Linked DNA regions of Mus musculus: all the other regions are linked to region 1. The links are chromatin contacts, called in public Hi-C, HiChIP or PLAC-seq and promoter capture Hi-C maps. All regions are on one chromosome and are shown on one strand. The core of a region is the stretch at or near the end of the contact, and the rest is flanking DNA. Distances in the headings are between cores, read along the strand shown.

What was found. Promoter capture Hi-C pulls out the DNA fragments that hold promoters and counts their contacts. A called contact is a pair of places that touch in the nucleus more often than the background predicts. HiChIP or PLAC-seq counts read pairs in DNA pulled down with a chosen protein or histone mark.
Region 2: a contact with region 1 is called in an H3K27ac HiChIP or PLAC-seq map of epiblast stem cells, with 9 times the contacts expected there. The contact joins the promoter of Ppp1r13l here to the promoter of Sae1 in region 1. A contact is called at or near these places in 1 of 39 promoter capture datasets (liver) and 2 of 115 datasets of contacts at active chromatin or transcription factors (epiblast stem cells and large pre-B cells).
Region 3: an H3K27ac HiChIP or PLAC-seq map of embryonic stem cells shows a contact between it and region 1, with 3 times the contacts expected there. The contact joins the promoter of Fosb here to the promoter of Sae1 in region 1. A contact is called at or near these places in 2 of 39 promoter capture datasets (hippocampal neurons and liver), 1 of 484 Hi-C or Micro-C datasets (B cells) and 4 of 115 datasets of contacts at active chromatin or transcription factors (astrocytes, embryonic forebrain, embryonic stem cells and 1 more).
Region 4: a contact with region 1 is called in an H3K4me3 HiChIP or PLAC-seq map of embryonic stem cells, with 5 read pairs. The contact joins the promoter of Opa3 here to the promoter of Sae1 in region 1. A contact is called at or near these places in 2 of 39 promoter capture datasets (embryonic stem cells and hippocampal neurons), 1 of 484 Hi-C or Micro-C datasets (B cells) and 3 of 115 datasets of contacts at active chromatin or transcription factors (embryonic stem cells, large pre-B cells and stem cell-derived neural progenitor cells).
Region 5: a Hi-C map of B cells shows a contact between it and region 1, with 7 read pairs. The contact joins the promoter of Dmwd here to the promoter of Sae1 in region 1.
Region 6: a contact with region 1 is called in a promoter capture Hi-C map of stem cell-derived epiblast-like cells, with 4 times the contacts expected there. The contact joins the promoter of Nova2 here to the promoter of Sae1 in region 1. A contact is called at or near these places in 3 of 39 promoter capture datasets (embryonic stem cells, hippocampal neurons and stem cell-derived epiblast-like cells) and 1 of 115 datasets of contacts at active chromatin or transcription factors (embryonic stem cells).

Annotation. Positions count from the first base shown.
Region 1 is chr7:16,385,220-16,389,631 of GRCm38.p6, forward strand. It overlaps Sae1 (SUMO1 activating enzyme subunit 1), which reads right to left and starts at 2,677. Exons shown (of 9, transcript NM_019748.3): 1 at 2,422-2,677. The coding sequence starts at 2,531.
Region 2 is chr7:19,359,221-19,363,632 of GRCm38.p6, forward strand. It overlaps Ppp1r13l (protein phosphatase 1, regulatory subunit 13 like), which reads left to right and starts at 1,996. Exons shown (of 13, transcript NM_001010836.3): 1 at 1,996-2,096. Cd3eap (CD3E antigen, epsilon polypeptide associated protein) reads right to left here and starts at 263. Exons shown (of 3, transcript NM_145822.2): 1 at 168-263; 2 at 1-11. The coding sequence starts at 189.
Region 3 is chr7:19,307,726-19,312,137 of GRCm38.p6, forward strand. It overlaps Fosb (FBJ osteosarcoma oncogene B), which reads right to left and starts at 2,320. Exons shown (of 4, transcript NM_008036.2): 1 at 1,581-2,320. The coding sequence starts at 1,706.
Region 4 is chr7:19,226,375-19,230,786 of GRCm38.p6, forward strand. Opa3 (optic atrophy 3) reads left to right here and starts at 2,015. Exons shown (of 2, transcript NM_207525.3): 1 at 2,015-2,210. The coding sequence starts at 2,069.
Region 5 is chr7:19,073,851-19,078,262 of GRCm38.p6, forward strand. It overlaps Dmwd (dystrophia myotonica-containing WD repeat motif), which reads left to right and starts at 2,350. Exons shown (of 5, transcript NM_010058.2): 1 at 2,350-2,851; 2 at 4,205-4,387. The coding sequence starts at 2,420. It overlaps Rsph6a (radial spoke head 6 homolog A (Chlamydomonas)), which reads left to right. Exons shown (of 6, transcript NM_031255.2): 6 at 188-597. The coding sequence ends at 425.
Region 6 is chr7:18,923,310-18,927,721 of GRCm38.p6, forward strand. Nova2 (NOVA alternative splicing regulator 2) reads left to right here and starts at 2,579. Exons shown (of 4, transcript NM_001029877.3): 1 at 2,579-2,855. The coding sequence starts at 2,771.

The sequences.
Region 1 (4,412 bases), core at 1,427-3,926:
GTCTCAAAGGGAAAATCAAACATCCGCTGGGGTAGGCTGGGAAGCTGGAGTATTTCTAACCCAAGTAAAACACACACACCCAGCACGGGATTCCACCTCTGGCCCTGAAACTATAACTGCTCAGAAAACCTCTTAGGCATGTCAGTGGTTCAACACTCTTAATATTTTCCCTTCTTTTGTTGCTTAATATTCAGACTTGTCTAATCACAGAGAATCTACTGAAGTCTGCTGGGCATAGGAGTTGTACATGTGCTATCTCATTTACGTCTCAGTATAATAAAGTATATTCATTCCCTTTTTTCTTCAGAGACTCTATATGTGTGCACATCTGAGTGTATGTATGTGCAACACATATACACATATGTATGTATGCGCAGTGCCCACAGAGGCCAGAAGATTTCAGATTCCCTGCAACCAGAGTTACAGGTGGTTGTGAGTCATCACGTGGTTGAGGGGGAATGAAATCTGACCCTACTTCCAAGAGCTGCTCTCTCGGTCCTACCCTCCCCACTTTAAAAGTAAGGGTCTCATTATGTAGATCATGTGGCCTAAAGCTCACTGGGAATAAAGGTATATGCCACCATGCCAAGGCCTTGAACTTCTGATCTTCCTGCACTTACCTTTCAAGGGCTAAGATTACAGACATGCACTAACACATCTTGCTTATATGGTGTCTCCCTCCCTCCTCAGCCTCCTGAATACTGGGATTACAATGTCCAGCTTTCTGGTTTGATTGGGGTGTTTATGTAGACCTAGCCTGCCTCTGATAGGATCAAAGCTTGTATCACCATGCCTGACAGTGTTTTTGTTTTTTAAGATTGTATTTATTTACTTATTATATGTAAGTATACTGTCGCTATCTTCAGACACTCCAGAAGAGGGTGTCAGATTTCGTTATGGATGGTTGTGAGCCACCATGTGGTTGCTGGGATTTGAACTCCGGAGCTTCAGAAGAGCAGTCAGGTGCTCTTACTCACTGAGCCATCTCACCAGCCCGTGTTTTGGTTTTTGAGGTTAGGTGTCCCTGTACAACTCACGATGGCATTGAACTACTCTGTACTGAAGATTAACTTTGAGCCCACTCCTCCATCCTCAGCCTCCTAAGTGCTGCAATGTCAGGTGTATGTACGACACTACCCTAGAGCCTTATCACTATGGAACTTTATTATTTATGAATATTGCTCTTAGTCCCCATCAAAACATAAGCTTCAAGTTGGGAAGGAGCCTATTTAGTTCAATAAAAAATGCTCAAGGAGCCCAAGTAAGATGCCTCACCAAGTAAAGTGCTTGTCTCAAATGCCTGGGGGACACCTGGCAACCTGAGTTTAGACCTCAAAAATCTACATAAAGGAACTGACTTCACAAAGTTGTCCTTTGGCATCCACATCAACACCATGGAAAACGTACAGAGAAGTCAAAACATAAAATTCTAAAACCTCTCCCCCAAAAAATGCTCCCCCCAAAAATGCCTAGGGAGCCAATGTGTGATGATGCATGTATTTATCTCAGCACTTAAGACAAGTAAGATCTCTGCAAGTTCAAAGCCAGCCTAAGCTATAAAAACAATTACCTTTGGAGTTTGTTTTGATTTGAGTCAGGATCTCACTGTGGTAGCCCTGGCTGTGTTGGAACTACATAGCTCAGACTAACCTCGAACTCACAGACATACTCCTGCCTCTGCCTCAGGAGTACTAGAATTAAAAATATGAACAACCATATCCCCACAAAATATAATTTATAACTTGAATATGTTAAGGAAGCCAGGCGTGATGGCACGTGCCTTTTTAATCCCTGTACTCATTCGGGATGCAGAAGCAGGCAGATCTCTGAGTTTGAGATCGTCTACAGAGCGAGGCCCAGGACAGCCAGGGCCACAGAGAGAAACCTGGTCTGGGGGAAGGGGAAAGAAAAACAAACAAACAAACAAACAACCCAACGTCTGTAGCTGTGTGCTGAATAAATTGGGCCACTCTGCGCCTCTCCAGGGGTCCCTTTGTCAGGACTTGCCCTCAAGCACTCCTCTAGAGGAGCCTGTGGGGTTTGTCAAGTCCCCAGGGCGTCCAACACAGGTTCCCATGCATAGAAATTAATGAGCTCAGCCCGCCACCCCCCTATTTTGCACTAATGCTCACCCCACTTAGACCCTACAAGCCTCACCTAAATCCCACCATCACCAGGTACTGACACCGAGGGAGCCTCAAGTTCAAATCCTCCCTCTCCCCCGCCTCCTCCAAGGACACTCTCAATACTACACAGGGGACATCTCCACCTCCGGTACTTTGCAGAAACACCGTCCATTCGTCAGTTCTGAAGCACTAGGAAACCCAAGTGCAGCAATCCCGCCTCCGCTCCACAACAGGGCCGCACCCACTCCCTCAGGGCCCACACGCCGGCCCGCAGGATGCCCGCGGCGCCCCTCACCGCTTCTGGGCCTCCAGTCCCCACAGGCGGATCTGTCGGTCATACTGCGCTGCCTCCTCCTCGCTGATGCCACCGCCGCCGCCGCCGCCAGCCTCCTCCTTCTCTACCATGGCGCCGGCTTTCAGCTCACCCGCTCCCGCTCTCGCTAACCGCCAGCAGCGAGTCCGTGCACCGGGGACGCGCTTGCGCCTGCGCAGAGAGCCGCGCCTGCGCAGTGCCACCTCCGTGCTTTGCGGGAGACCACGTGGATACCGAAGACTCCAAGGCCCGCTCGCTGCCCCATCACGTGATGGAGACGCCAATCAATCCCGGAGAGGAAAAAGAAAAAAAAAGAAAAGTGGCGGGTGTTTTGATTCCTCGAGGATGTCCACGCGGTCATTTATGAAGCGGATCTGGATCGAGTTGTCACCGGGATTCCAGCATCGATGGTGTGGTGAAATAAAGATACTACTTTAAAATAACAACACATGGAGCTCACTACCTATTGAGGCGAAAAAAATAAAACAAAAGAAAGCTAGACTTTCCTCCTGGACAGAAAAAGAGGAAGGACTCCTCTCTGCCCTCTCCTCTCCTGACACATTCTCAAATCCTTATGTAAGATGCAAGACTCAAATTGATCATGGTGGGCTATGCCTGTAATCACAGCTTTTGGACAAAAATAAGTGAAAGGAATCAAAAGTTAAAGGCCAGCCTGGGTTACATGAGATCCTGTTAACAGAAGCAAACCTAAATTTATGAGCTCGTGCCTGTAATCCCAGCATTCATGCCTTCACAAGGCTGAAGTAGGAGAATTACTACGAATGAGATCCTGTCTCAAAACCGTCAAGGACTGAAAAGATGGCTCAGTAAAGTGCTTGCCTGAGTTTAATATCTATATTCCTATTTAAAACAAAAACAAAACAAACAAACAAACAAATTTGTAGTGCAGATTTGTAATCCCAGCACTTGGGAGAAGGTTTTCTGGGCCTTGCTCAGACCCACACTTATCTAACCAACAAACCCATATCCCAATGAAGATATCCTGGGTCAAAAACCAAGGCTGATGCTGGGTGATGATGGCTGCCCAGAGCTTTAATCCCAGCACTCTGGAGGCAGAGGCAGGAAGATCTCTGAGTTGGAGGCCAGCCTGGTCTACAGAGTGAGTTCCAGGACAGCCAGGGCTATATAGAGAAACCCTGTCTCAAAAAACAAAAACAAACAAACAAACAAACAAACAAAAAAGAGTTCAAAGCTGGGGCTGGAGAGATGGCTCAGTGGTTAAGAGCACTGACTACTCTTCCAGAGGTCCTGAGTTCAATTTTCAGCAACCACCTGGTGGCTCACAACCATCTCTAATGGGATCTGATGCCCTCTTCTGGTGTGTGTTTGAAGACAGCTACAGTGCACTCACATAAATAAAATTAATAAATAAATCTTTAAAAAAAGAGAGAGAGTTCAAAGCTGGGGCTGGCGAGATGGCTCAGCAGTTAAGAACACTGACTTCTCTTCCAAAGGTTCTGAGTTCAAATCCCAGCAACCACATGCCCTCCTCTAGTGTGTCTGAAGATAGCTACAATGTACTAAGATATAATAATAAATAAATCTTTAAAAAAAAAAAAACAGAGTTCAAAGCCAGTCTGGACCACATAGCAGGACTCTACCTCAAAAAAAAAAAAAATTAGAATAAATCCCAGTATGGTTACACATGCCTTTAATATGCCTTTAATAGCAGCACTTGGAAGGCAGAGGCAGGTGGATCTGTGAGTTGAGGCTAGGCTGATCTACATAGCAGCTCCAGACCAACCAGTGGACTGCAAATGTGAGGATTTAAATTTGGTTCTTTAGAAAGCCAGATTTGGTAGTCAGCATGTCTTCAATCCCAGCACTCACACCTAGAGATAGGAAGCAAAGACAGACTCCCCCAGCCTGGTATATGCTGCAATGAAAAAGGGATGTGAGCCAGTCGGTGCTCTTAACCGCTGAGCCATCTCGCCAGCCCCAGCTTTGAACTC
Region 2 (4,412 bases), core at 746-3,245, 3.0 Mb after region 1:
CCGAGTGGCACCTGAGAGGAGACAGTCGGGGGGGGGGGTCCTTTTGACATGGCCAACCTCTCAAAGTACCCGTTGGTCCCTCACCCGCCCGGCAGCCCTCCCCAACCCCTTCTGCACCCAGACCCTCCCGGATGCCCTTCGTCTCCACCAGTTCAAGCTCCACTCACTGCAGGCCTGGGTACCCGCCATTCCAGCTCCGGAGGGGCCCACGCAGGACCTGCGCGGAACGCTGCCCACCACGTGGATCCAAGGGGTGGAGCCGCACCCGGAAGCATCCAAGTCCTGTAGGAGAGCTGGGCCGTGGCTCGGCGCTGTCACTATTTGCAGAACCCGGATAACCTCCACTCTTAAATTTCACACAGCATAGGATTAAATAATTTCTCGACGATGCCCTGCAGGGGGAAATCAGTTCCCTGTTCGTCAGAAACGCAAGCTAGCTCGGATCTAGGGTGCCTGTTCCCCCGACAACTTTGCTCACGTGGTTTCTTCCAACACCGTCTTAAAGGGGCAGTGACTCGCCTAGGCCACGGCTTTTAAAGAGACAGAAGATCTATTTGCAGCATTCTTGCAAAAGCTAGGTAAGAATTCTGGTTGTCACGATTGTACTTTTAAAGCTAGAGTGTATCTTCGGAAGTCCCTGGTGCAGCGAACGTGGAAGATTTAACTGAACCAGGTCGGAAAATAGAGAAAAGTGTACGAACGGAGCATTTTAATAGCAATCAGAGGCGGAGCTTCTGAAGTCTAGGGGAAGCGGGAAACTGAGGGGGAGGAGTCTGCAGAGTCATGGGAGGAGCCTCGGACCCCAGAGCCCCAGAGCCTGGCTTGAAACGGGGTGAGGGTTAGTGTCAGGGAAGACTTGTAGATGTCCTCGTGGACTTAGTGTCCGGAATGGGAAGTATTCCTCACGGTTCCGAGGCAGGTAGAGGTGCAGCTGGTCGGTCCCTGTCTGCTCCGCGGCCCAAGTAAACAGCGGCGCGTGCACGTGGGATTTGGGGGACGTGCCCACGCCCCCTCCCAGCAGGACTGCAGCGCATGGGGTGGCGGGTGGAGCCGCGGGACGGTGGCGAGACAGGGAGACTCGACTGCATTCCTGGCCGGTGTGTCAGCGTCGCTGCCCGCCCCTTCTGCGGAGATTTTGGAGACTCCTCCAGCATTGGGATGCTCCCCCCTTCTTCTGAGGCTTTTGAGAACAGAGGTCACCAAGGCTACGAAGGAGTGTTCCCTCCGCCAGGAATCTCCAGACTATGTGTCCACCCTCGCGCGTGGGCGAGAAACTCTGGGGCTCGCCCTTTGTGGGCTTCAAAACTCCAATTCCCAGATAACTCGAAGGTGGCTGGCGATGGACGTCGGTCAGGAGTCTGCTGGGGATTGTAGTTCAGCTTGTTGCTAGGCACGCCAGTAAATCGCCAATGCTGTGATGTTTTGTTTTGTTTTTTTGAGACAGGGTCTCTTTATGTAGTCCAGGCTGGCTCGGAATTCGCTGTGTAGATCAGGATGGCCTTGAACTTTCAGAGGTGCGCCTGTCTCTGCTTCTTAAGTACTAGGATTAGAGGCCCCTTATTTTTATTTTTTGTTTTATTTAGACAGATAACCCGGGGCTTGGAGTCCTGATTAAGGTGGGTCCTTTTCTCGCCATAGTATTGGTCGTGTGAATTTCTCCGCGCCTCCCATCTCCTCCTTAAGTGTCCAAATCTTCACTCAGGCAAGGGGACACTGAGCCTGGAGGAGTGGGAAAGGGCTCAGGGGTTCTTCCCTTGTACCCATAGTGAGGTGAGGGTCTAAATTCTTGTGCATTTCGCCGTCCAGGACGTCCATGATCTTCTGGACCTAGCTCTGGCTGACTGTCAAATGGATCGCGTCTGACTCCAAATGGAAGTGTCCCTGGCGGCGCCTCGCCCATTCGGGACTACAAATCCCAAGGTGCTCCAGGCAACCGCAGTTCCCCCTCCTCCGAGGGACACGCCTCCCTCCAGTCAGAGTCACGTCGTCTAACCTGTTCCCAGGCGACTGCCCCGCCCCGTCCTCCGCTCCCCGCCGCTGGAGCCGGAGCCGGAGCCCGAGGAAAAGCCCCCCGGTGCCAGGATCTGCCCCGACGCGTGAGTTCCACCCCCACCCAGGGTCCAGCCACCCCAGAACCGGATACCGCGTTCCTGGGAAGACTTATTGGAAACTCGGACCTTAAGTCCAGGGGAATAGTGTGGGGAGCTCACGCCTGGATCCCTGGAAAGAAGGAACTGGGGTGCCGACTTTACTGGGCAGATGGATAGGGGGTTTGGACATCTGCTCTTAGTGGTGCTCGGAGCCCTTGGTCCTGGGGAGTTATTGGAGCTGGAATTTTTTGAATACTTTAATTGGGGACCCTTGGAAGTGTCTTAGGGTGCTGTTGAGGTCCCGGGTCTCTGTATTTGGGGCAGATGTGGGAGATCAGGACGTTCTAGAATGGTCCGGCGCCCGGTCACCCTCCAGCTGCCTTCAGCACCGAACCACTAGGTGTTTGAGTAAAATTAGTGGCACTGGACTAGTGGATCCTGGTCTTCGAAAAGAGTGGGACAAGCACGAGGGGCGTGGGTTTCTCAGGAGGCTGTGTGCGCTACACCCCACCTTCTGGTTTTGGGATGGGGGCAGGGAGTGAGAAGCCGGGGCAGCTCTCCAACCTCTTCTGTGCCGCTGAGCGAACCCCAACATGTCATTAGCTGGGGCGTCAGACCTGCCTAACCAGAGGAGTCACATTCGCCCAGGAGCGCCCCCTAGCGGAAGCGGGAGTCAGACCTCTTATTGCCCCCACGGGATGGGAAATAGGTGGTGTTTGGTAAAGTCATTCTAGAGCCCAGGGCAGAATAACAGGACTGCAGGGCTGGATCTGGTAGGCTTCTGTGGCCGTGTACTGCTGCGTTATGCGTTACAGAGAATGGAAGTGGTAAACAGGCTGGCGGGCCATACAGGCAGTTGAATTGGACGTCTCCTTCGCTCTTGTGACAGCTGTCTGTGTGTGGAAGGAATTCCTTCACTGCCACCAGCTTTTCTAATTAACCTTCTTCCTCCTGGGGTGGGGCTCCTTGTGACCCAGAGGTGAGGCATGTTGCCTCCACTTCCATCTGTCTGACCTGAGGTATTATGGGAGATAAGGGAGGGAGGGAGGCTAATTCTGGAGGTGTCTGTCTGTCCTTGAGCCAGGGAGAGGGCAGGGGCAGGCACGCACCTCCCACTGTCTCTCCACCTCTGAGCCCTTATGTAGGGGGATTACGAAGCTGGTGGGGGAGAAGGGTCTGAAGAGGGAGGGTGTTTGCGAATGCCTGGGCTGGAGTGACAGCCTGAAATGAAGCTAAGGAACAATAGCCACAGCTGCCAGCACAGGCTGTGTGTGTCCTGCCAGGCTCAGGTCAGGATGGGTCTCTCTGTCCACACAGGCATTTGGCAATCACCCAAAGGTAGAAACAGCGAGTTCCACCTTCAGTGGAGTTCGTTGACCCCCGAGAGGATGCCTCCCTAGCAATGGGGAAACTGAGGCTGGTCCTGGGAACTTTCCAGTTTCTGTCTGGAACCTTCCAGGGCCTCTCATCCTGCCGTAGCCCTACATTCCTGGGGATAGTCACTGTTGCTCTCTGGTGGGAGAATTAGGGTCCTGTGGTCTAGAGGCTCAGGCGGTTGAGACCACTGGCAACAGAACGCACAGCTCTTAGAAGCGCAGAAGGAAGGGGTTGATGTGTGGCTCAGCCAGTAGAGTGCTCACCTAGCGTGCAGGAAGCCCAGGTTCAATCTCCAACACTGCATAAAAAAGACTGTTAGGGTACATAGCACTGGGAAGGTGGAGGCAGGTGGAATGAGAGTTTAAGTATAGCAGAGAGAGAGAGAAAGAGAGTGAGAGAGAGAGAGAGAGACAAGATAAGCTCAGTGGTGGCAGTAGCCCATGCCTTTAATCCCAGCACTCAGGAGGGAGTTCCAGACAAGCCAGGGAGATATAAACCAACCGACCAAGAACTCTCACAAAAAAATTATACACTGGGTTTTCATCCCTCCCTCTGAACCTGCCCGCGTGTGATCGATCGATCGATCGATCGATCAATACCCCAGGCCTCAGGGACTGAACTCAGGCCTTTTGCTAGCTACACAAGCACTGAACTGCTGGGAGCTAAAATTCAGCTCTTGTTCTTCTAAGGCAGTGTCACTTATGTAGCCCAGGGTGGCTTCGAACTAGAGACCCTACTGCCTCAGTGTCCCATGTGCTGGGATTGCAGACACTCATGTGTGTCGCCCTGAAGAACCTTGGAGGAGGGTTGGTAGAGTTAACAGTCCAGGATGCTTGACATTCGGTCCTTAAATTGCACTGTTGTAAGTACTGCATATTTTAGGTCCTCCAATGCCCACACCTCATCTAGGTGAAGGCCTTAATCCCCCCCGACGGCACATGGAAG
Region 3 (4,412 bases), core at 1,070-3,569, 2.9 Mb after region 1:
TCTTAGGTGTGGGGGGGTGGGTGGGAGAGGAGGCTGGACAGAACCTGGTGACAAACCTCCCGGGATGGAGCCACAGACATTCACACACACATACAGCCAAAACACCCCACCCCCACCACAGAGGGAGGGAGAGGGAGAGGCCTTAGCCCAAGCCTTCCTCTCCTCCACTCACACACAAACACACCCCCCACTGCATGAGGGCTCCCGCAGGGGCGGAGATCCCAGTTCCAACGGTGTTGGGGGACCGGCCTAAGAGTTGAGAGCATCCCTTCCGAGTGTCTGTCTCTTCCCCAGTGAGACTGACAGGTTTCAGTGAACTGATAGGCAGAGAAAAGTGACAGCGAGAATCTCTCAGACTGTCTTGCAGGGGATGGGGTGACATAGGATCTGCGTCCCCGAACCCAAGAAGCGTCCATCACGCCCCCCCCCCCCCTTCCCGCAAGTGGAATCCTAGAGGCTTAACTACTCTAGGGGGCGTGGCGAGGGAAGGGCTGAATCCCTGGCCAATCAGAGCCCTGGGAACTAAGGGAAGGCAGACCTTTTAGAGACCACCTGGCTGCCTCTCCGTAGGCTAGCTCATCTAGTGTTTGAACACCTCGGAAGGACTGAGTGTCTAGAGCTCAGGGAGCACGTATATGTGTGCCTGGAGAAGGGATGAGGCCTTCAGTTCCCCCTTAGAGGCGCTAACACTCAGCCAAAAGCCTCTAGCTTATGACAACAGGACCAGGTCCACACAAGGTCCTCGCAGACCCATGGGGTGACAACGAGTCCCCCGATCGCGACAAGAATCCCCTAGCTCTCCCTCTTGGAGACCCCCAGCACGGGAAGAACCACAAAAAGCAAGGAAGGGAGCTACGCTCTACAAATAGGAAGGGAACGCTGATTGGCTAAAGCTCGCGCCGCGACAGCCAATCACAAAGCCACGCTGCCCCCTCCCTTAGCAACGTGGCCTCGGCGTTCCAAAATAGAACGTGCCCGGGACGTCAGGGGCGGGGCGGGCGGAGGGGGCGCTGCGCGCTGTGCGTGCCCCGCGTCAGACGGAGGATTCCAGCGCGTCAGCCTTTACGCACGGGTCCCCCGTTACGTCTCCGCGCAGGAGGCGGAGGCAGCGTGACCGGGGTTCGAGGCCCTAACTCTTGCTGGGTGGAGGGTGACTGCGGACTTGCAGTCCGCGTTTTGAAGGAAGAGGGAAGAGGAGGAGGCTCCTGGAAGCTTCTCTGGAATTTTTTGTTTCTTTTTCTTCCCCTACTTGCCTAGCTTCGGCTTAGGGAGCCGGCTTTCGGCTAAAAGTTCTCAGCTTCTGCTAACCACCGGGTATATACTTTGCACCGGGCATCGCCAACGTTTGCCCAGCTGCATTCCTTTCCCGCGCTCCGCGCAAATAACCTTTTGCAAACATCACTCCATTCTTTGCAGTTTGCAAACAACAAAAAACCAAAGTGCAAACCGAACTATTGCAATCCCAGATCCTGGGTTTTGGCGCGTCTCTATTTGAGAGGATGCTCAATCTACACTTTAGCCTGAAAGAAACACCCCCCCCCCCAACCACTAAAGTAGAATCTTTACGATCTAAAACTTACCTGGGAGGCGGCGGCGGTGGGTGGACTGCCGAAGGAGTCCACCGAAGACAGGTACTGAGACTCGGCGGAGGGTGATGAGCTACACCGGGAGCCGGAGTCGTAGTCTCCGGGAAAAGCTTGAAACATTTCCCTGGGCACAGGGGGGCCCCTGTGACCACGCTGAGGTCGCCGGGAAGCCAAGGCTATGGCCGAGTGGAATGAGATGCGAGTCCGGAGTAGACCGGACACGTCTCCAAAGTGCGCTGCTCGGGGAAGCTTAGTCTCCGGTTCGGAGAACTGCCCAAGTTTCGATGCAAGTTCCCTCTGCAAGATCCCAGATCCCCTTCAGACCGCCGCTGTACCTCCTGAAAGTCCAGGCTCTGTCGGTTTCACGGGGGGCGACGCGGGGATCGCTCCCCGCCCAGAAACCCGCCGGGCAGTGCCGCGGTGCAGCGTGCGCTTCAGATGCAGTTCCAATCCTGTCGAAGCGTCCCAAGAAATGAGGGAGAGCAGAGGGGCGCGATCCAGAAGCCCACAGAAAGAAAGTCTATCCTCCGGACGAATCGGAAGAACGATCTAGAAAGAGTCTTGCAAAAAGGAAACCCACAAAACTTTCTCTCCAGTTTAAAAATATATATAAATATATATATATAAATTTTTCACGGCCTCCAAGAAGAAGAAAAAGAAAGAGTCACCAGTAGTCAAGTCCAGCAAGCCCCGGCTCCGCGTGTCCCCGGCGTAGCCGCTCCAGTCTTATGAATGAAACCGGGAGCTGCCGGGCTGAATTTATGCCTCCGGGACCCGCCCCCGCGCTTGCGTCACCCGCAACTCCATGCACAAACCTCCCAAACTCTCCCTTCCCGCCGACTGAGCTCCTTGTGGCGCCCTCCAGGGCCTCGTGCACCTGCCACCTGCCCATAGTGTGACCCTGGGGGTCTCGGGGGTCCCCAAGGCTGCGTTCTGAGGGGCTTCGCGGGAGGGGATCCCGCCCCGCCCTCCCCGGAGTTCCTGTGACGCAATTAGCCATATAAGGAGCTCGGCCAGCGCGGCCCAGTGTTTGTTTGGTATCCTAGCAATTACGTCAGAGGGAATCCCTCGCTCCTGCGCGCGCCCGCTGTTGCGCTGTGCGGAACCCGCCCGCGCCTGCGCAGTTCCACGCTGTCCCGGAGGCTGAGATTGACAGGCGCCTAAACTCCCTCAGAAGGCCCCTGCTGACCCGGGTTGGAGAAGGTGCAACTCCAGATCCCAGGTCTGCTTATACCCCTGGGACCCCACCCTCCCCAAACCGGTGCAGCGCCCCTGCTGGTGAAAAAGAGCAAGGTCCCCAGTGCAGATTCTGGCGAGAGGGGTATAATCAGTCTAGGTGGGGAAACTGAGGCTCAGGAGGAATTGGAGAGTCTGTGATATCTCCAGGTGTAGGGATGGGTAAGGATGCAGTCCCCTCCCCACTAGCTTTGTCACGGATTCTGTGTGACTCGGTGAGCTTGGAAAATGTGCTCCCTCCCTGATCTAAAACTTCAGTACTCATAGCTAAGCAAAGGATAGGTGGCTTTTCCGGGTCCCTGAATCTGGGGGACCTGCAGAATTGGAGCAGGTAGGAACCCACACCCGGTGAGTTCTTCAGGCTTGATGGTGTTGGAAGCCTCTCCTTCCCACTTAGCTCAGGAGACAGAAAAGAAAGTGTGTATACAATAATAATTGAACAATAATAATTGGTGGTGTCTGGTGGTGGTGGCAGCTGCGGCAGCAGCACACATCTTTAATCCCAGCAGAAGCAGGGAGATCTCTGTGAGTTCGAAACCAGCTTGTTCTACAGAGTGAGTTCCAGGACAGCCAGGGCTACACAGAGAAACCCTGTCTCGAAAAATAAATAAATAAAATACTAGTGCATTAATATAATCGGTGGCATGTGTTTAGCAATCAGCAGGTATCAGCCCCAGCAAGATGGTTCACAGGTAAAGGAGCTTGCTACACATACCTGACAACCTGAGTCCCATCCCTGGGACTCACGGTGGAAGAAGAAAAATGACTCCTAAAAATTGTTCTCTGATCTCCACATGCATGCAAAGACAGAAAACAACCAGTACTCATATGTAGTAATAATAATAATAATAATAATAATATCAATATTAATGATTTAAACAAAAGGGGATGTGAGGGCGGGAATGTAGCTTAAAGTGGAATGAATGTCTAGCATGTGTGAAGTCCTGGGTTCTATCCACATCCAGAAGGAAAGAATATATATACACGTATTGTGAACATCCCCTCCCCCTATTGTGAACATCCCCTCCTCTTTCTACCCTTTGCCCTCCTCCTTTCTCTGTCTGTTTTTGAGATGGGGTCTCATTATGTACCACCTTTGGCCTGGAATTCATTCTGTAGGCCAGGATGACCTCTACCTCTTGAGTGTTGGAGTTAAAGGCACCTTCCACCATGCCAGGCATATCTGATCTTATGTCCTGCTTGTTTGTTTGTTTGTTTGTTTTTAAAACAAAGACTAGAATTTACTATGTACCCAAGGATGACAATGAACATCTTGCTCTCACCTCTATATTGTCGCCAGGCCTGGTTTATTACTGGGGATGTAATCCAGGGGCCTCCTGCATGCTAGGGGAGCCCTCTGCCAACGGCTGCTGCATCGCTGGCCAGGGTCCTGATTCTTAAGTACCCACTAAGAAGGATGCCACCAGCAACTGCAAAAAGCCTGGGAGACCCCAGGCCAAGCCTAGGGAAAGAAAACTTTTCCAGGGGAGATGCCACACACACATGTCCATTCACCCTAGACAGGGAGCCAGCTCAGAAGAGACCAAAGTCCAATTTGCTGAACCGATGAATTTTCTATTAGAGTTACTT
Region 4 (4,412 bases), core at 765-3,264, 2.8 Mb after region 1:
CTGGTGTGTCTGAAGACAGTGACAATGTATTCACACATTAAATAAATAAATAAATAAATAAACAAACAAACAAATCTTTAAAAAAATCCGGACATTCTTAATAATTTAGATGTCAAGGTCACATATGCTCTTCCTGATTTTTTTTTAAAGATTTATTTATTATTACATGTAAGTACACTGTAGCTGTCTTCAGACACACCAGAAGGGGGCATCAGATCTCATTATGGGTGGTTGTGAGCCACCATGTGGTTGCTGGGATTTGAACTCAGGACCTTCAGAAGAGCAGTCAGTGCTCTTAACCACTAAGCCATCTCTCCAGCCCTCCTGATTTCTTCCCAGTAGTGGACATCGAACCCAGGGTCTTATAAAAGCTAGGCAGGAGCTTTTACCAAACACAGCTACACTTTGCCTCTTTGATGGACATCTTATTTTATTTTTGTACATTTTATTTTGAGTCAGGACTCACTAAGTTGCCCAGGCTGACCTTGAATTCATTATGTAGTCCAGGCTGACCTAGAACATTCCATCCTCCTGCTTCAGCTTCCTGAGTGCTTCCATGACAGCTGTGTGACACCAGGCCCAGCTGCCACCAATATAAATGAAGCACGGGTCCCCTGATGCGAGGACTTGACCAAAGGCACTGATGGGAAAGTCCGGGGTCCCTTGGCTATGTGTCACCAGTTTTTTCTCTTGATAGCCACGACCCCTCTGCTCCTTTGCCTTCCGGTCCCTTCCCGTCCCCAACTACCCATCCTCACGCCACCATCCAGGAATTTCTCTCAACTAAGTCTTGACTTTGTTTATATGATTTTGCTCCCTGCTGGGTAAGGGAGGACAGTCTGGGACATGTCCTTAAAGTTCCTTCCTGAGCCAGCTCCCTGGGGACCCTTACCCTCCAAAGGAGGAAGTCAGGCTGCTTGAGAACCAGTGATATTAGGCAATGTGGTGGCTGAGAAGCCCCGTGTCACCCCGTTCTTATGGGACCCTCAGTCTTTCACTCGGTTACTTGGGAAAAGGATGGATTAGCTGTAGTGCACATTTGGGCTTTGCGGGACATGCTCTACATGTAGTTACTTCCTGTGTTTTACATTCAGGATTCACACACAAAGCTGACTAGTAGAGCCACTCAGTGAGCATGGCGCAGCGATAGAGTCACCGCCTAACCCCCTCCCCCCTGGGAGGAGCTGGAGTCTTTTGCTCAGTGGTGGAGCCCCCCTCCTAAGATGGGAAATGCCTTGGGGTTCAGAGACACAAGCCTCACAACACAGAAAACACAAGACAGGTACTGTTATGTGTGACATTTTGCTCACGGGGATGCTGACATCAATGCTGGGCCGTGTAGCGCAGGGCTGTGATCCCAGCACCGCACTGCGGCACAGACACAGGAGGATCAGGAGTTCCAAGGACAGCGTAGGCTACACATTGAGTTCGGAGCCAGGCTGGGTTACACGAGACCGGCTTTTAAAAACAATTAGGGGAAAAAAAACAACAACAAAAAAAGAACGAACCGATTTCCTGAAGGGTTGAGTCACTCCTCCAACTTCAGAGAGTGAGTAAAGCGGCAGGTCTGTATGACTACGCGCTGACTCGCTCCCCTCCCCGGCGAGGGCACTAACCGCCGGGAAGGCGCACCCCGACTCTTTAGACTTAATTGGGACTCACCAGGCGCCTCCTATGGGCAGGGAAATCGACTCAGTACGTGACATCACGCAAGACGCGGTGACGTCAGTACGTCGGGACTAGGGCTCCGGCCACGCTCCCACGAGCGGCCGTTTAACGGCACCGCCCTCTGACGCTTCACTTCCGCCGCACATTTGCATACCCAACGTACGGACGTCGAGGCGTCGACGCGGCGACGTCACGAGCGCCCGCCCCCCCCCCAGCAGACAAACACCCTCCCCACCACCTCCGCCGCGAGCGTGCAAACGCACGCTCCTACGTAGGCACGTAGGCAAGTCCTTCCTTACGCAAGCACGCACGGCCCACGGGCGGGTGGGGGAGGAACGGCGAGGTCGGCGGCGCCCCGCCCAGTCAGCAAGGTTGCGCGTGCCCCAGGGCGGCCGCCGAGATGGTGGTGGGCGCGTTCCCCATGGCGAAGCTGTTCTACTTGGGCATCCGGCAGGTTAGCAAGCCGCTGGCCAACCGTATCAAGGATGCTGCCCGCCGCAGCGAGTTCTTCAAGACCTACATCTGCCTACCGCCAGCCCAGCGTGAGTCTCACCCCAAGGCCTCTAGCCCTTCCATTCCCGATCTTTCTAGTTCAGGGGAACGGCGTCTGTGCTTGACCAATCCCGGCGCGAACCGGCAAAACGCTATAGCCAATGAGGATGGCTTCTGCTAGAGGGGCGTGTCACTGACCCAATAGGGAAGAAGGGAGAGCAGTCAGGGGCGTCACCGCGCGAGTTTGGAATGCAAGCCAATAGAGAAGAGGGCTTCTGGCGGTTGACGTCTACACCAGCCAATAGGATGAGGTGTGAGAAACACCAGGGTGGAGCTTATTGTCAGAAGTTAGGGGCGGGACCGAGAAGAAGTCCCCTTAGCGATCCGCTTCGGAGCCATCCTTAAGAGAGACACTTGACTACAGAAACCCCAGTTTGTCCCTCAGTTTCCCTTCGGCCCTGTGGGTGATTTGCGTATCACCCTGGGTTTAGAGCACAGAGCTTGTGCGTTAGTTTTACACTGAGTTAGGGTCGTGATAGTGTTGGAATCTTGCGACCTGGCAAAAGGATGAACCCAGAATGGGCGTCCTTCCGTTTATTTATGAGTTTCCTCACACCGATCCTTTTCGTTCGGTAGCCGCACCGTGCAGGCTTCTTAGCCCGACACTGGGAAAGATACGGTCCTAATATGTCCGCATTATGTCAGGAACTGTAGGCAGACTCGAGTTTAGAGCAGCCGGGTGAGCCAAGGGAGTCTCCTGAGCAAAGACCTCACTTGCTTCGCAAACGCACCAGATGTGTGCTCCTAGAAAAGACTGATCTCTGTAAAGCAGAGACGAGGGGGAAGTCTTTGTAATTTACCGAGAACTACCGTTCATGTTTGTCCAACGCCCCATGTAGCTTATAAATGATATGATGAGTGTTTGTTTTGAGCTGACCCTGCTTATAAAACAACAGGGTCTATCTACGCCAGTACCAGTCTGTCGAACCAAGACTCATACAGTGACAATCTAGATGGGATGGCAGAGCCCACTAGGTACCTGACCTGACATAGAGTACAAAGAGCACTTCCGGGTAGAGGGAATATTCCAACTGAGACTGAAGGGTGAGGAGAATCTCACCAGACCACTGAGGGACATTGTTGGCTCCAAGGGTGGAACATAGGCACTAAGGGGACCCTTGACTTTTCTCCTCCACATGTGTGTTTAATAAGATTCTTGGTCATTTTGGGTTTTGGTGGAGCTTCTGCCTGGGCCAAAGGTCTTGCAGTGGAAATTTTGGGATTTTGAAGCAAGAAATGATGGTATAGACTCACATCCCAGTGTTTGGGAGGTTGAGACAATAGGAACAGGTCAGCTACCTTAAGATACCTGATTGAGTTCAGTCTGGGCTACATGAGACCTTGTCTCAAAACCAAAGATAAATAAATAACTAAACAGACAAACCAGCCTGTCATGGTGGTGTACGCCTTTAATCCCAGCACTTGGGAAGCAGAGGCAGGTAGATCTCAGATCTCTGAGTTCAAGGCCAGCCTGATCCACAGAGTGAGTTATAGGACAGCTAGGGCTGTTACACAGAGAAACCCTGGCTACAAAACAAAACAAACAAACAAACTGGTCCCATATGTTTGTCAATCTCAGCACTTGGAAGGCAGAGGCAGGAGAGTCAGTGCAAGTTATGAAGTATCTTTACTTATAAAGTGAGTTCCAAGATCTGCAGGACACAAACCAGGGATGACAACTTAAATTTATAGAAGAAAAAAGTAAGCCATCGCAGGCAGGAATTTGGTCACTCTCCAAGATCACACTCCATTACAGTCAGTTCATCATGGTAGAGGCTTGTGCCAGAGCCTAGCTGTGGACTCTGGACCTCCTGGCCTGTTCAGCTTCCTGCTTTTCTTCCAAGTCCTGGGACTAGTCTTAGCTTTGTGGTTTAGGGAACGGCTTTACCCTGCCCCTTCAATGATGACTTTGGGCAGGGGAACATAACCCACCTGAGCCTCTGTTTCCAGTTCTGTACAGAGGCTATGGAGAGACAGGAGCAGTTAGTGCCTGCCTACTGTGGTCCAGTCTGTATTCTCCCAGCCTGTAGGGCACCTAGTCCTTAGTGGCTGCAGTGGCCTTGCTCTCCCACTGTATGGATGTCCTCTGTGCATTTATGCAGCCTGAAATGCTGTCTTACTGTGAGGAATATGAAGATGTAAAGAAATCCAGGCCTCAGGGATTCCTATCGTCGAAGATAGGCCACAACCAG
Region 5 (4,412 bases), core at 1,100-3,599, 2.7 Mb after region 1:
CCACTTGTTGGCATGGCCACTTCAGATCCGGTGAACATAGAACAGTGCTCAGTATAACTTTTGTGGGAGGGACAGATGGACAGAGAAACCCAGTGCGTACCTTTCACCAGTGCACTGGTGAGTGGGCAATGATGCTGTGCCACCCTTAGACTCGCCCTCAAAAAGGATGTCTCTCTCGTTTCTCTAGGAAGTTTGAGAACATATACATTGGCTGGGGTCACAAGTATAGCCCCGAGAACTTCAACCCAATGCTGCCAGCTCTGATTCAGCAAGAGTACCCCAGCGGCCCCGAAATCACGGAGATGAGTGACCCCACAGTGGAGGAGGAGCAGGCCCTGAAGGCTGCTCAGGAGCAGGCCCTGGCAGCCGCTGAGGAAGAGGAGGAAGATGAGGAAGAGGAGGAGGATGAAGACCTGGAGGACTGAGGCCCCAAGCTCCTTCCCATAGCCCTTCCCCTTATTCGTAGCAACAGATTGTATTTTCCTATTGGTTTCGTTCCCTGTCCTTGAAGGACACAGGTAGGAAACCACCCAGTGCTCCAAATAAAACTGCCCCAGCACAGCTGCTTAGTCACATATTCATTCAGTATCCTGGGCAGCTGGCTCATCATTCCTTCTCCATATTCGTTTTATTTTTGGTCTTTCAAGACAGGGTTTCTCTGTATAGCCCTGGATGTCCTGGATCTCACTCTGTAGACCAGGCTGGCCTCCAATATAGAGATCCACATGCCTCTGCCCCCCACCCCAAGCCCTGGGATTTAATGCCGATTTGTTTTAAAAAGATTTAAAATGTTGTGTATTTGAGCGTTTGCACGTGTGTGTGCAGATGCCCTCAGAGACCAGAAGAGGGGGCTAGATCCCATGTCACTGGAGTTAGAGGTAGTTGTGAGCCACCCATCCAGATGTGGGTGTTGGGAACTGAAGTTAAGTCATTCCACCCATTTGTTTTTTATTTTTACATTTTATTTGCGGGGGCGGGGGGCTGGTGTGATGGCTCGGTGTTCAGAGCACTGTTTGCTCTTCCAAAAGACCAGGGACTGATTCCCAAGCACCTCCATGGGACATGGCAGTTTACGGCCAGTTGGCCACGTGCTGGCCTAGCAATGCACAAAATCCTGGGTTCAAGCCCGTCAATGCACATGGTGTAGTACCAACCTGGAAGACATAGAGTCAGGAAGATCTGGAGTTTGTGGTATTTTTGTTGTTGTTTTGTTTGTTTGTTTTCAGCTACAAGGTAAGATGGAGGTCAGCCTGAACTAGAGACCTTGTCTCACAAGGGGGGCGGGGGGAGCAAAACAGAACACAATCTTCTTCTGTCAATGTGATAAAACATAAAATACCTTGACAAAAGGCCGCTTAGGGGAGAAAGGGCTATTTCAGCTTGCAATTCCAGGTCTCAGTACATCATAGCAGGGAAGTCAAGGCAGGGCTGTCTCCAGAATAGAGCAGGAAGAAGGGCATGTGTGCTTGTTTTCTTGTGCTCAGCCTGGGTCTCCACTCTTACACAGTTCCGGACTCCCTGACTAGGGAATGGCACCTCCCACAATGGACTGAGTCTTCCTGTATCAATTAAGGCAATCTCCCTCAGACTGGTCTACAGGCCAACCCCAAGTAGACTGTCCCTCATTGCGATTCTAGGTAGCCTCAAATTGACAAGGTAACAACCATCATCACCAAACCGAAACCAAAAAAGGTAGACAAGGTCAGATAGGCGACAGATGGCTACACTTCACTCTGACAGCAGCAGGGGACCACAGGTGGTCAGCGAGGAAGGGAAGAGCTGGGCGTGGTGTCTCAGGCCTGAGACTCCAGATGTTGGGTCAAGTTTGAAAACTGCCTGGGCTACAAGTATGAGACCAAAGGTCAGTGAGATGGATCGGCGGGTAATGGCACTTGCTGCCAGGTAGGTAGCTTGAAGACCTAAGCTCCATCTTTAGGATCCACATGGAGGAAGGCACTTGGCTCCCTCTGACCTCTACATGCTCGTTCACGCACAAATACACGCAAAAATAAATGCATTTTTTTTTTATTATTTAAAAAACAAAACCAAGAATCGCCCGGAGTCAGCTGTAACAACACGAGGCTTCTGAATAGGCTTTGAGGCTTCTCCGTTGCTGGGCAAACGGTTCCCAGGGCGCTGTTGTTAGGGTCTAGGGGCGTTCCCAACAGTCACACCTCGTAGCCAACCAAACGCGAGGGTCTGTCGCGTTGACCACACCCACATATTGCCTCCGCCCACAGCCCCAGAACCGTTACCTCAGCAACTGTCTCGGCTTCTCCCGCCTCCGGCTCTGGGTGCCAATCGTAGAGGCGTCACCCGGACGACGACCCTACCCCTTCCGGTGCTAGCCCCTCAACTTCCGGCTGGGGGGTCTGGCGGTGGGCGGTCGGGCTGCGGTGCGGCCCGGGGGGCGGCCAAGATGGCGGCGGGCGGCGCGGAGGGCGGCCCGGGCCCCAGCGCCGCCATGGGCGACTGCGCGGAGATCAAGTCGCAGTTTCGCACCCGCGAGGGCTTCTACAAGCTGCTCCCCGGCGACGCGACGCGCAGGTCGGGCCCGACCTCCGCTCAGACCCCGGCGCCGCCTCAGCCCACTCAGCCCCCGCCCGGGCCCGCCGCAGCCTCCGGGCCCGGCGCCGCGGGTCCCGCGTCGTCCCCGCCGCCCGCCGGCCCCGGGCCCGGGCCCGCGCTGCCCGCCGTCCGCCTCAGCCTGGTGCGCCTAGGCGACCCGGATGGCGCTGGGGAGCCGCCCTCCACGCCCTCCGGACTGGGCGCGGGAGGAGACCGCGTCTGCTTCAACCTGGGCCGGGAGCTTTATTTCTACCCCGGCTGCTGCCGCAGCGGGAGCCAGCGGGTGAGTGCTCTGCTTGCTGGGGACTCCGGTGCCGAGAGCGCTGGGGTCCCAGAGTGACAGAAGGCCCCGAGGTTGGGCATCCCAGGGGAGCCTGGATCCTGGAGCTAATGGAGTCCTGAGAGGTTGCAGGGGAATCTTTGCGTGGGGAGGTTCTCTCCGGTGGTGAGTGTTCAGGACGTGATGGCGCTTCTGGGAGGAAATGGGGGAGGGGGGTCACGGAGGTGACAGATATTCTGTGGGCTTTGGGGAATCCTAAGAGGATACAGGCCCAGGGGATGGAGAACGGAGAAATGCATCCTGCCTTCTGGGCCTGTTGGAGGGAGTCTTAAGACTTGCCATACCCAGGGCTGACGGGATTTGTAAGGAGCCGAGGTGTGGCTTAGGGGTCGACGAGCAAAGCAACAGGTGAAGGAGCTCCTAAAGAATATGGTGTCTAATGGCTTTGGAAGAAATGAAGGGGGTTTGGCAAAATGATGGGAGCTCTGAATTGATGGGGGTTCCTGGCAGGGGACATCCCCAGGTGTGACAGATATCTGTAAAGCAATCCTAGAAGAGGGGTGACGTGAGGAAGTGGGGGAGACAGAGAGATGGGGATCCGGAGAATCCAGTGGTGATAATGAGGGACTGTAGTGACTGATGGCTGGCTGAACCACAGCAGATGTCCTGGAGTTTAGGGGCTCCAGGCTGAAGGAAATGAGGCTTTGGCGATGGATCCCAGGATCCCATGTCAAGGCTGCCGAGGTAGGAGGATCCTCTGGCCTCATGGCAGCCAGTCTAGTTGAACTGGTGAGCTCCGGGTTCACTGAGAGACCCTGTGTCAAATGTAAGATGCAAAGCCAGGGAGAGAGATGCCCGATGTTGACCTCTGACCTCTACATCTCTACACAACACACAACAACCACGCAGGCGTATACTATGTGTACATACAGGGAAAAGATGACGGAAATCCTAAATTTGGGGATTTTTGCATCCTTGGGTCTGGGAGGTCTTAGACTATTGTCCTACTGGAGTTGCTACTGTGACGGAGGCTGGGAAAACTGGGGGAGAGTCAGCTCCAGGCCCAGGGGACTCTGATCCCTGATGCTGTGGGCAAGTGTCCCCGAATTACAGCTGGAAAGACAGGCTCTGAGGTCTTCACTGGGCGCTGTGTGATCGTGTGCATGTGAGCTTGTGTGTGCCGTCCTGGGTTTGAGTCCCCTCCCTCCCGGCCTGTGGTTGCCTGCTCCTCTCCACCCCACTCCCCACTTCCCTTGAGGTTAACCCTGCTTCCTCTTAGCGGTTTCCCCTGACCTCAGCTCCTCTTCCTTCCTCTCCTGCTCTAACCGGTTAACTCGTCTCCTCCCGCGGTTCAAGTCCATCGATCTCAACAAGCCCATCGACAAGCGGATCTACAAGGGGACCCAGCCCACCTGCCACGACTTCAACCAGTTCACAGCTGCCACAGAGACCATTTCCCTGCTGGTGGGCTTCTCTGCCGGCCAGGTGCAGTATCTGGACCTCATCAAGAAAGACACCAGCAAGCTATTCAATGAAGAGGTGACTAAGCACGCGAGCCCTCCCC
Region 6 (4,412 bases), core at 1,329-3,828, 2.5 Mb after region 1:
TGTGTATGCCAGACTTTGCTTGTCCTGTATCCAGATGTGCACAGCACCCAGCTTGTTAGGCTATAGCGAAAGCCACTCAGTTTAGACTCCCCATGGCACTGACACGTATACCTTATGTAAGCGAGGTTGTATGTTTCTTGTTGCTTTAATCACGTATGTTTAACTTCTGGGGTGGAGGTTTGGGGGAACAAATTTGGAACAGTGAGTCTGAATACGCCTACATGGGACATATTTGGATATTAGATGTCCCTGCTTTGATATTAAATACACGTCTATCTATTTGTGCGTGGGAGCTTGTGCTGTGGCTTTGGTCTGAATGACTGAATGTGCATTATAGGTGTATGTGTGCGCGCGTGTGTACAGATGTGTTTCGGTAGTCCTCTCCTGTCAGTCTTTCTGAATCAGTATGAAACATGTGCCCTGTGTGACTGAGTACGTATTTTAGTGAAGAACTTCACATTCAATTCTGCAGATGTTGGGAGATGGCATCTGTGCAGTGTGGGTCTGTGAGATTCTAAGGTCCTAAGGTGTGGATCTCAGCCCAACCTCAGTATTTCCCTGCATCCCCTCTTGCCTCTTCTCCGTCTCCATGGCAACCAGCTCCTCAGCTCCCTCCAGGAAGATAGAGGGGGAGGATCCAGTCTGCAGTGGACCACAACCCCCTCCCATCCCCCTTGGCTGAAGTGACAATGGGGGGAGGGGACAGATGGGCGTCCACCTCATCCACCCCAGGCCATCTGCTGCCTCTACTGTCCTGGAGACCTGAGAGCATAGCATGGGAGGGGCAGGTGGGGTGGAGGAGATCCCAGTGCCACAGACTTCCCCCACCCCCAGCTGCCACAGTTACCCCTTCGTGGACCCCTCTGGGGCTAAACTTGCCTCTGACCAAGCTAGAAAGGAAGGAAGCCTTGGGGACCAGAAATCCAGGGAGCAGAAAACGCATATATCTGAGAACACAGAATATTGGCAACAACCCACTCCGAGAAGAACCTCCTATGGCTTCAGGCTCTGGAATTAGACTTGTCCTCTGTCCAAATCCCAGTTTTCTCTCTGTCTAGCCGTGTGCCCTTGGAAAAGCCTCTCTGCAGCCTCCATTCTGTCATCTGAAAAATCAAAATCTTCTAACGAGTGACCAGAATGATAATACTTACTCTACAAAGCACTAAGGCCGTTTTGTTCTGTGCTGTGTCCCAGGGTCTAGGGCAGTATCTGTCACTCAGTGGGTGGGCCGTCAGTACCGTTGATAGGACCTAGCGCCAGTCAGGCTTCTGTGGCAGTTACTTGCTGTAACTTGATTTCAGTCGCAGGAGCCCGACAGCAGTCTTAGGTCCACTCTTCATGGAGAGATGGACCATCCAAAGGGGGAATTTCCTTGCTGACAGTCAGATGACATGAAGGTACATTTCTCATTTGACCCCTACCCATTGTTTCCTCTTCTTTTCTCTTTTGTTTGTTTTGTTTCTTGTTGATTTGGTTGTTTGTTTTTTTTTAAACAAAGGGTCTTACATTGTAGCCCAGCTTATCCTTAGATTCAAGGCAATTCTGCCTCATACTGTCAAGTAGTGGGATACATGAGTGAGCGCCAAGCTTGGCTGCTTCGGCTTCCTAAGACTCAGTGTCCTCATCTGTAAGACAGAATACTAAAAGTATATCCTATCGTTTTTCCCCGGTGGGATTCAAGTAAGAATCTCTTAGAACCACTCCTGGCACATGGCAAGTGCACAAGTGATGCTCATTAGGAGCAAAAGGTAGCTAGAGATGCCATGCACATCCCTCTAATCCCAGCGCTTGGGGGGCCAGGGAATGGAAACAGCAGAATCAGGAGGTCAAAGCTAGCCTGAGCTACATAGTGAGTTCAAAGCCAGCTTGGGCTATATTACACTCTGTCCAGCCACGCCCCTCCGCAAATAAAAGGGTGAAGGGTAAGGAAGGAAGGCGTGGAGGAGCCTCGCGGTCCTTATTATACCCTGCAGGGGGGGGTAGTCAGGTCTGTAGCGTCCAAGCGTGATGGGCGTGGCCCAGGCTTCAAGGATGGACCAATGGGGGCGCAGAAGGGCGTGGCCTTGACTGCCATGGGCGTGACCTTGCGCGGGTGGGAGGGGCCAGGACGCTGTAGGAGCCTAGCTGAGAAGATGCTCGGGCCAGCAACCACCACCAGCAGCCCGGTCTCTGCTGCTGCCCTCGCCCGCCGCCCCCCGGGCCCCCACTAGCGACCGCCTCCGCTTCTTATCTCCGGCCCCCCGCCCTGAGCAGGGCCTTGGGAGGGGGGCTCGGCCCCTCGCATCTGTGGGGAGCCCTCAAGAAAGGGTACAGAGAGGGTGTCCTGTCTACACCTCTGCACCCCACTGGCTCAGTGACCGGCTTCGGTGATCTTTGAGAGACCAGGACCCCACCCCTCAGTTCTCCATCCCAGACCACCCCCCATACCCTCTCCACCCTGCTCCCCTCCGTCCTCCAGCTCTGTCAGCGCTTCCCCCCCCCAGCCCCCTCCCGCTTCCCTCCCCGCCGCTCCCCTCCCCCTTCCTCGCCGCCCCCTCCCCTCCCCCTCCCTCCCCTCCCCCTCCTCCGCCCCCCCACCATGAGGATGATGGCCGCCGGCGCGGTGCACGGCCTCTTCACGGCCTCCGCGGCCCCGCAGCCGCCGCCGCCCCCGCCGCCGCCGCCGCCGCCGCAGCCCCAGCCTCCCCAGCAGCCGTCGCCGCCGCCACAGCAGCCGCCGCCGCCGCCGCAGCCGCCGCAGCAGCAGCAGCCGCCGCCCCAGGCCCCCCCCATGGAGCCCGAGGCCCCGGATTCCCGCAAGAGACCCCTCGAGACGCCCCCCGAGGTGGTCTGCACCAAGCGCAGCAACACGGGAGGTGAGGCAAAGCTGAGGGACCGCGGCGTGGGGCGTGGGGGGGGATCGCGCGCCGAAGGGGGCATCGCCGTCCTCCATCATCCCCCCCCATCCCTGGCTGGCAGGTGCAAGTGCTTCAGGGAGGGGAGGGGCACCCCTCCGCGAGGAGATGGGGACCCGGACGGACCCCTTTCTCTTGTCGCCGAGGCCCCGGGGGCTGAGAGCTTTGTCTGCGACGAAAGGGGCTGGGGGGGAGGGGGTGGTAAGTGTCCTTGTGGTGTATGAGGGAACCAAGGATGAGGGGCGTGGGTCCCTTCTGGGCCAGTGTGTCCTTGAGGGGTGTGTGATGTGACCCTTTCGGGGCAGGGGTGTTCCCTCGGGCTTGCGTGTCCCGGTTGGGGGAGGGGAAGGAGTAGAGTCAGGCCTGTGGACCGAGAGCTTCTGAGCCTCACTCCCTGGGGATGTCCTGAACAAGGGTTGTCCCGGAAAGGGGCGGGTGTGGACAGTATGCAGGACCGTGCATGGAGACAGACTGGGTGGGTGTGTTGGGTGACATGGAAGAAAGGGTGGGTGTGTAAAACTGGAGGGGAAAGAGATGGAAGGCTAGGACAGGTGTGTATCCGTGGTGGGTCGTGTAGGGCCTGGATATGTGACATTAAGGGACCATGGATGTGACGGGGTAGGGGTGTGTGAGTATGTGTGTAAAAGAGAGCCGGATGTGAGGTCCTCCAAGGGAAGGTGCTTACCAGCCCGGAGGGGGCTCTTGTCCTGTGACACACCAGTGAGAGGGGGTGTGTAACATGCAGGGGGGTGTGTAGGGAGGCAGAAAGGATGGACTCTGGGTGTGAACCGTGAGAACATTCGTGGACCGGGAAAAGGGGTTCTGTGTGGGGGATACCGCTGTGTATAGGGTGGAGTGGGACCAGTAGAAGCTGGTGCTAGGATGTGACATGGAAAAGGGTGTAGGTGTGACTCTAGAGAGGCTGGGTGTGACACATGGAGGTGTGCAATAGTGACATCAGAGGGGGGTGTGTAACTGGGGGGGATGGGGGGATGAAAAGGGAGAGCTGGGGCTTGTGGTTCAGTGAAACCCATGGAGGGTGTGTTCCCAAGGAAATCGGGGGGAAAAATGGAGTTCCAAGCGACTGGGGACATATGCTTAAAACACCCTGGAGCTTGGAGTTGTGTGACACCCAAAACTGTGTAGATGTGTATAAGACAGAGAGCTCTGTGTAGAATAACTGGGTGTGTCACGCTAGAGATGTGGGGGAGATGCAGGGTGTACAAGAGCAGAGGACATGGGTGTGTGCACACGTGTATGAGGCAGCTCAGTGTTAGACGCCTCGGAGATGTGTCAGCTGCACAAAACGGGCCCTCTACGTGTGCCATCCGGGAGAGGTGTGCACAGCAGAGAAACACAAGCCAAGCACAGGACTCCACTTACTATCCTCGATGTTAGGGAACAAGTAGGGCATGGGAGAAGAGGGATCCTCAGGGCGCTTCGGATCTCTGATAAGAAGACCCAAAAATATAATATACAGATTGATTCTCCCTCATGAGTGCCCTGTTCAAAATCCCC